Regions from separate parts of the Mus musculus genome. Here all the other regions are linked to region 1. Evidence: chromatin contacts called from public HiChIP or PLAC-seq and promoter capture Hi-C data. All regions are on one chromosome and are shown on one strand. Each heading gives the region's core, a stretch centred on a gene start, on an enhancer-like site or on the middle of the called end of the contact. The rest is flanking DNA. Distances are from core to core; before and after follow the strand shown. Region 1 holds the start of Efcab14 (EF-hand calcium binding domain 14). Region 2 holds the start of Cyp4a10 (cytochrome P450, family 4, subfamily a, polypeptide 10). Region 3 has its middle 13 kb from the start of Gm38492.

Evidence for each region. HiChIP or PLAC-seq counts read pairs in DNA pulled down with a chosen protein or histone mark. Capture Hi-C pulls out chosen DNA fragments and counts their contacts.
Region 2: a contact with region 1 is called in a promoter capture Hi-C map of liver. The contact joins the promoter of Cyp4a10 here to the promoter of Efcab14 in region 1. A contact is called at or near these places in 1 of 115 datasets of contacts at active chromatin or transcription factors (large pre-B cells) and 1 of 9 other capture datasets (liver).
Region 3: an H3K4me3 HiChIP or PLAC-seq map of intestinal villus epithelium shows a contact between it and region 1, with 6 times the contacts expected there. The contact joins the enhancer-like site here to the promoter of Efcab14 in region 1. A contact is called at or near these places in 26 of 39 promoter capture datasets (the 3T3-L1 cell line, 3T3-L1-derived adipocytes, the C10 cell line and 15 more), 10 of 15 datasets of contacts at CTCF or cohesin (the G1E-ER4 cell line, the NIH/3T3 cell line, embryonic stem cells and 4 more), 144 of 484 Hi-C or Micro-C datasets (the 3T3-L1 cell line, 3T3-L1-derived adipocytes, the AtT-20 cell line and 78 more), 46 of 115 datasets of contacts at active chromatin or transcription factors (the 230-238 cell line, DN3 thymocytes, the HPC-7 cell line and 27 more) and 5 of 9 other capture datasets (adipose tissue, embryonic stem cells, embryonic tail and 2 more).

What each region holds. Positions count from the first base shown.
Region 1 is chr4:115,736,375-115,739,074 of GRCm38.p6, reverse strand. Efcab14 (EF-hand calcium binding domain 14) reads right to left here and starts at 1,305. Exons shown (of 11, transcript NM_001368627.1): 1 at 235-1,305. The coding sequence starts at 416.
Region 2 is chr4:115,516,843-115,519,542 of GRCm38.p6, reverse strand. Cyp4a10 (cytochrome P450, family 4, subfamily a, polypeptide 10) reads right to left here and starts at 1,256. Exons shown (of 13, transcript NM_010011.3): 1 at 1,033-1,256. The coding sequence starts at 1,221.
Region 3 is chr4:115,982,903-115,985,602 of GRCm38.p6, reverse strand. No RefSeq gene overlaps it. Among named protein-coding and RNA genes, the nearest start is that of Gm38492, 13 kb to the right of the region's middle. Within about 2 kb of position 1,327, at least 20 of the 459 cell types and tissues checked have an H3K27ac peak or open chromatin away from gene starts, as enhancers often do. A contact at or near this core is called in the AtT-20 cell line, the Ba/F3 cell line, differentiating embryonic stem cells and 5 more, where this site is marked.

The DNA.
Region 1 (2,700 bases), core at 56-2,555:
CCCAAGTCCACACTTCCACCCTAGATTTGAAGCTCTTGTTAGACATTAGAGTGACTGCTTACTCTTTATTAAGAGTTAGAACTTGCCCTGTCCAACATCCTTTCTCCCTGTTTTCCAAGGCCTACTTCCCTTTTTCTTCCAAGGGACTCCCCTCTCCTTCTCATCCATTTGCCCGGCTGGTAGTAGTGCAAGATGCCTTTTGCCCATTTCAGCCCTCCCCACTGCTACACTCACTTGACAAAACGAGAGCGATTTCCAATTGCTCCAAATTCCTCTTCGTCTGTGCTGGACTCTGAGTCTGAGTCAGGAGGCTCAGTGCGAAGCAGGCGGTGGCTGCCTGAGCCTTGCTTGGTCTTCTTTCTCCGATGGTCACCAGCCAGGCCGATCAACGCATTGAGCTCTTTGCGCTTTTTCATCTTTTTGTGGGGGGTGAGTGGCGGGCCCACTCCTGAGCTGCCAGGTTCGTAGCCAACACCCAACTCTCTCGCTGACTTGGAGCTGCCTTCCAGGGTTGGAAATCCTGGGCCTGAGCCCCCTGATCACTCCCACCCAGAGGTGGGACTGACCAGATCTACTGAGGGCTGGAGAATAGAGCCCAGAGAAAATTGGACTCAGGTGGATGGGGGATGGGGGGTGGGGGAAGTTACATAGAGATGGCCAAGGAACTGGAGATCTAAATGGATAAATTTCTGAAACAACTATTACCTGTCAAAAGGAAAACGAAACAAAACAACCCGCTAAGTCAAGCACGAGATTCTAAGTCGTGTAGGCAACCAATATTTCTAGGAGTGCTCCAGAAAGCGGGAGAAAGATACACAAAACTAAGGTACTTTAGATCTCTGGGACAAGATTCCCAATGCAGAAGGAAAATAAACTTGTTTTTGAATGGGAGGAGAGGAGACTTTGCAGAGCAGGCAGTGGGAACTCGCTGATCCTTAACTGGAGAGGTGGTGACAGGAGAGCGCCAACACTGCCTGGGCGCCTAGAAAACTCCCAGGCCGGGACGCCCACCAGGATTCGGGATGATCACCTTCCCGTGGCTTCTGTCCTGAGTTTGTAGAGACCCGCGCGAGAGGAGCGGGAGCCCTGCTGCTAGGGCCTGGAGGGGGCGCAGTGATGAGGGGTGACCACCGCTCCGCCAGCCTGAAGTGTTCCGCCACCAGCGACTTCCGCAACTCACACGCGCCGCGGCCAGTCCAGCCGCGTCTCCGGCCCCTGCTTCGGTCGCGACTTCTCTGGATGTGCTGGCGGTGGCGGCCGCCGCAGGCTCCAGACCCGGGCCATAGCTCCAGTCTTAGCTCACTTCCCCTTTGGCAGCGGCCCCGGGCAAGGCTTGCCAGTAAGCCGCGCCCCCATTGGGCGCCCCTTGGTGACGTCACGCAGGAGGGCGCGTGTGGTGCTGGGGAGGTGGAACGTTAAAGGGGCCGCGGCTCTGGCTCGTGCTGGGTCTGGAGCCACAGTTAGTAGGCCCCGCCCCTGTCGGACCGCGGCTGACCGCATCAACTTACAGCGGAGGCAGAGTTTTGCTTGCTGAGAAGCAGGGGCGGGGACTGGCACCCGAGGCTCCACCTTCTGAAAAGTTCTTGAAAGACTCCATCCCTCTTACTCTTAGGTTCTTTAGGCTCATTGTTTTAATGGCCCAGTTGAATAATTCATCCGTCCTTCCATCCATCCCTCCACCCATCTATCCATCTATCCACCCACCCACCCATCCATCCAATAAATATTTACTGGTGGTGAAATATCGAGACTATTCTAGCTCTGGGGATGCTGCCATAAACACAATAACCAATGTGTTTTCCTTTCTGTATAGAGTTGCCAGATTTAGCAAATAAAATACTGAACACTAGTAAATTTCCAATACCAGATAAACAGTGATTTTTGGGGAGGGGGGAGGGAGTTGGACAGAGGCTTTCTATGTAGTCCTGGCTGCCCTAGAGCTAGCTATGTAGACCAGGCTGTTCTTGAACTCGCAAAGATCTGCCTGCCTTGGTCCTGAGTTCTGGGATTAATGGCATGCATCCTCACACCTGGTTTAGCTATTTTTTTTTTAAATTATAAGAGCCCTCCAATATCTATGACAACTTCATATTGAAAAATAATTCATTGTTTATCTGAAATTTAAATTCAATTGGGCTTCCTCTATTTTATCTGCTCATCTGCTCCAGCTTGTATTTGAGCATGAAAGCAACAATAGGCACACATATTACACTTTAGAAGTGGATGCATATTATGAAGGAAACCCAAATAAGATAGGGTGAGGCATGCCTGTTGTCTTTGATGAAGGGATTTTTGGGCATAGATCCTTAGGAAGCCAGAGAGTAAGTAAAATGGTATCATGAAGGAGTGCTCAGAAAGACCTGGTTTGGAAAAAAAAAAGTGATAGGAAATGAAGTTACAGAAACATCAGGAAGTAAACCTTGCAGGGTTTTGTAGAAGGAGTTTGAAAAACCATTGAGGAACATACTCTGAATTTTCAGTTTATAGAAGATGACTCTAGGGGCTGCAGAGATGGCTCAGGGATTAAGAGAGCACTGACTGCTCTTCCAGAGGACCTGGGTTCAATTACTAGCATCTGCATGGCAGCTCACAACTGTCTGTAACTCCAGTTCCAGGAGCTCCAAGGCCCTCATATAGACATACACGCAGGAAGAACACCAATGCACATAAAATTAAAAATAAGTAATTTTTTAAAAAAAA
Region 2 (2,700 bases), core at 7-2,506, 220 kb after region 1:
TTTTTCTGAAGTTGCCAGGAAGGTGGGGCAGTTCGATGAACTGTCTGTGCTATCACTCATAGCTTTACTATGTGGGTATGGGTTCTGAGCTGAATCTGAGAGTCCTGTTGGATGGAGCTGTGTTCCTCAGAGGAATCACAGTGTCAGATCCTCAGATCTTCAGAGAACGTGGCATACCCATGTCTTTCTAAGAACATCTATTGCACAATCCTTTGTTGTGCACATTTTCATGTATCCTCCTATTTGGCTCTGTACTTTATTTCCTGGGGTGATAATGCAATGGGTCAGTACTGTCCCTTCCCAGTTCCCTTTCTGGGTAATTTCATACACTTGTGCCAGGCTCTTTAGCTGAACCCTGTGGAACAAGAAAGTGATGCTGTGCTTGAATCCAAGTATCTTATATTGCAGGGTGTGTGGAAAGAGGAAGAAGAGCCACATAGCCCTGTAGAAATACTAACATTAGTGTTCACATATGAGGGTCCTACCCACCCTTTCCCTTTAATGTGCCATGACTTTGGGATTTCAATTTGTAATTTACCCATCCTGAAAATTCTAGTCTTGGTCAGCCACTCACTCAGCCCAGCAGTGTGAACCCTTCCTGTGCCTGATAATTTCTAAGATGTGCACCATTGTTACATCAAGAACTTCAAGGGGCAAGGTTTCTGTCTCTCTGATGTTTGCATTCCCAGGCAAACCCAGGGCTTGGGAGAGAATAGCCATAAGTAACTTGTCAAGGAACTACTTAAAAGTTGTTTGAGAACAGTAGAGATATTAAAGGTACTCAGCCAGAAGAGGAGGAGGAGACTAGGTAGGACCAACCAAAGCTTTCAAAGTGCAAGACTATCAGTATAGAGTTGAGCAACAGTCAGACAGTAACGCTATTGTTGGGATGACATGCCTCAGCCTGAGCTGGGCATCTTATGAAGCTCTTGGACTCTTTATATATCAGGATTTTCCTTGTGAATTTGATGGCTGGTCTCTGAGACACCCATCTTCCCTTCTCTTCCACCCATCCTTCTCTTTCCTTCATACCTCATGCCCAAAGAACCAGTGAAAAGGAGGTGATGGGAACTGCTGGAAAGCCTTGAGTAGCCATTGCCTGTGGAGGTAGAACTGGACAGCTTTCACCAGCAGCAGGAGCAGACCGAGCACAGAGGCCACTTGGAGGAAGCCAGAGAGGCTGTCTGCAAATCGGGTTGGGCTTAGAGCAGAGACACTCATAGTTCATCCACTCTTCTGTTGCTGTCCTCACTCTCACTAATCCTTTCTACCTCCTGCCTAAATCCTGTAAGGATTGCCCGCCTACCTGTGGGAGGGAGAAGGGTGAGGCTGACCAATCTTGATCTCAAAGTTCAGTTGGTTAAATAACAGGAATGATTTACCTTGGGAATCAGAGACACAATTTTTTCTTTCCAGCTGCCAGTGCCTACCTGTGTCTACTTTCCTCTCGTGCGAGTCAAGAACATTGACTTGTTTCCACACCTGTACTGCATGCATAAATTAAGCAGAACAATTATAATATCCTTAAATATTCTTCCACTTATTTTTAATCTTTTCTTGCAAAGTTTTACTAAATTATTAAATATCAAACAAGGTTGTCATATAAAAATAAATATCTTGTTGAAGTCCTGTGTGATAAGGGGATCCTCACACACTGGCTCTTTCCCAAGCTCCATAGCTTAAGTCTGTGGCTTTATTTGTTGTTTTTGGGAGGTGTTTGGGTTTCCATGTCAGACCAAGTATCTAATAGTTTTTTTTTGAATTGTCCATGCCAAATGGATGGTGAGTGGTTGCTGATTCAGACTGGAAAACATATAGGCACTGCTGCTCTTATACATCTAGGTAGGCTAGTCTCATGGGTAGTCCATGCCTGGGGATGCCAAGGACACTCGTGCTTGTTTTGCTTTGGGGGAGCTAATGGGTTTCTTTCCATTCCTTGGCACCTTCTTGTGGGTTTTTTTTTTTGTTGTTGTTTTAAAATAGATAGCATACAGTTGAATTTCATTTAAAAAAAATCTATTTAGCCAACCTAACTCTGTTACTTGGAGAGTTTAGTTCACTTTTGAGAAGTTTTTGCTGTAGACTCTAGTGTTAGTCTACCAAGGCCTTGCTTATATGGGACTTGGAATACTTCTCTTGGTTTTAGAATTTCTTGTCTTGGACTTTTGAGAGCTTGAATATAGTGTGTCTTCAACAGGACCAAATCAATTGAATCTAAATGGGCCCTTTGCATTTACTGTACTTGGGTGCCCATGTATTTCTCAGTAAATACAGGAAAGCTTTCAGCTATTATTTATCTAAATAGCTTTTCTTATTTAGGGTTTTACTGATGTAAGCAAACACCATGACCAAGGGAACTCTTACAAGAACAAAATTTAATTGGGCCTGGCTTACATGTTTAGAAATTCAGTTCATTATCATCAAGGCATGAACATGCCAGCATCCAAGCAGGCATGGTGCAGGAAGAGCTGAGAGTTGAACATCTTGTTCTGAAGGCAAACAGAAGAAGACTGGCTTCCAGAAAGCTAGGACGAGGGTCATAAAGACCATGCCCACACTGGCACACTTCTTGTAACAAGGCCACACCTCCAAATAGTGCCAATCCCTGTGCCAAGCATATTCAAACTACTACAGCTTTATTTGTTTATGTGTTTACTTATGATTTACTTGTATGCATGTGCCACATGAATGGCATATGTG
Region 3 (2,700 bases), core at 78-2,577, 250 kb before region 1:
TGGGTAGGGTGGGGTGAGCCCTCGGTTCCTACAGCAGTCATTTCTAGCTTCCACTCACTTTAAGAGTGTTTTTTTTAAATGATAATTTAGAAATAATAAAGTTCACCATCTGAATATAACTTGATTAATTTTGACCGGATAGTTGTTTCCATAATAAACATATAAGATAAATCTTTAGAATTTATAGAATATATTAGTGGCTTTTCTTGCTGTGACAAAACACCTGGCCAAAGCAACTTCAGGAAAGAAGGGTTATCTTAGCTTACAGTTTTGAGGGTGTGCGTTCTATCATGGTGGGAAGGCGTGGCAGCAGGACAGAGGGACAGTCTAGTTGTGTTGATTAGCAACCCAGAAGCAGGAAGAACGGGAAAGGAGGCCCGGATATAAAACTTCAACACCCATCAACAATCCACTTCCTCCATCAAGGCTCCACCCACTAAAGGCGGGCCTTCCTGAACAGCGCCACCAACTGGGATTGAAGTGGGCAAGTTTGAGTTTATGGAGGGCAGGTCACATCCGAACTATATATAGCATGCCACCTCCAAAGTTCCATCATGTTTCATGGCAGTTCACTCTTTTTCTACTCTTGGCGGCCACTGATCCTGTCACCATGGACAGAAGTTTCTAGAGTTTCATATAAATGAAATAGAAAGTAAAAGACTTTGTGTTTGGCTTTAGCATATTTGTTTACTCTTGCGATCTCTCTGTTTCCCCTACTTTAAGTGGTGTCTTCTGCACTTGAAGCACACAGGTCAGGACAGCGCAATGCCTGGGACATTCCTGAGTCTCTCGCACAGGGCCTGATCTCAAAGACACTGCTCTTTGCAGAATGAAATCTGACTCCAAACCCAGACTGGCATTTCTCCCCTGATGTTAAGAACACATCCTCCTAACTCTCCCCCAAGTCTCTGCCAGAGCATCCTCACCCTCCCTTCACAATAGTGACAGCTGCAGAGGAACTTTTTTCGCGCAGGATTGCACGGCACCCACCTCTCTCCCTGGATTCCGGTACACAGGAGGACACGGACCAATCCCCCTGCTACCACTAGCTGTAGCTTTGGAAAAGCCACTTAACCTTTCTGCCACCCCCATTTCATCATTTGAGCCCAGGGCAGAGTAATCCCCGCCTCGAAGTGAGGGCGAGAAGTCAGAGACTCAGTAATGGAAAGAGACCCGCCCAGTGATGGGTACTGAGAAAAGCTCCTAAGATGCCAATTCCCTGCCTCCCTGCACGCCGGAAGACTGGGAGAAGGCCCAGGGCGGGCAGGTCTGGGCTTCTGCGGCCATCCAAGCCCACAAGCCTGTGGTTCTGAAAAGTACCGGCAGGGGGCACCCACTCATGCTCTTACCGGAGTAAGATTTGCTGAGTGTTCCTATGTCTTTCTGCAGAGAGTTTCTCGTATCTGAGCATGCAGGACATTCGGAACTTCCCCATGTATAAAGGTGAGAAGAAATTGGCCTTCTGCAAGGGCGATACTATCAAAAGTTCCCAGGAGGTCAGTTTTCTCTACACGGGGTTTCAATCCTCTGCTTAGTGTTTTTTTTTTTTTTCAAATTTAAAAATTTTTATTTATTCACTTTACATCCCGCTCACTGCCCCCTTCCACTCCCTCCCTCCCACAATCTTTTCCCTCCCTCTCCGCTTCTCTTCTGCGCTGATAGGGGCCCCCTGGTTACTCCCCCACCATGGCACATCAAGTCTCTGTGAGGCTAGGGACATCCTCTGCCACTGCTGCTTACTCTTTATCTCTTCTGGTAAAACTTTGTTCCATCCCTGAAGACACACCATTTGATCTGTGTGACAGCCCTGTCCTTGTCAGGAGGAAACTGCAAAACCAAGGCTGGTAAGATGGCTAAACTGGTAAAGAGGCTTGCTGCTAATTCTGATGACCCAAGTTCTATCCCTGGAACCCACATGGTGAAAGGAATCGGTTGTTTTCTGACTTCTACACATTCTACCGCATACATACACATGCATGAGCACCCATAGCATACATACACATGCATGAGCACACTCGTGCGGGCGTTCGAACACACACACACACACACACACACACACACACACACACACACACTAATTTAAAAGGGAGAGAAAGTAGATCTTAGAGGCAGGGAGAGTGGAGCAGGGTGAATGTTCCTAGTCGAAGTTTACCACTTACCTGAACTGGACATTGCTCTGAGCAAACACATCTGTGGATCTCAGTTTGTTCACCAGGAAAATGGGACTCAAATTATGCACCTGGAAGGGTTGTACTGAAAGTTAAACAGAAAAGCATGAAGCAGGAGGCCCTTGTGTAGGAAATGATCAGTGAATTCTAGGGCTAATTCATAGACGTTCACAAAATGAAATACCGCCGGGCATGGTGGCGCATGCCTTTAATCCCAGCACTTGGGAGGCAGAGGCAGGCGGATTTCTGAGTTCGAGGCCAGCCTGGTCTACAAAGTGAGTTCCAGCACAGCCAGGGCTATACAGAGAAACCCTGTCTCAAAAATCAAAACAACAACAACAACAACAACAACAAAAACAAAAAGAAAGAAAGAAACAAAATGAAATACCATCAGCATATTCAAGGACAGGATCTAAAATAACCCAGAGAAAGGGAGAAGGGGAAGAGGGGTGGGGGGGGGGGAGAGTGGGTATGTGTCTGAGTTGAAAGTTGCTTTTTCTGAAAATTGATTTTAGCACAAGTTATCCAGTAA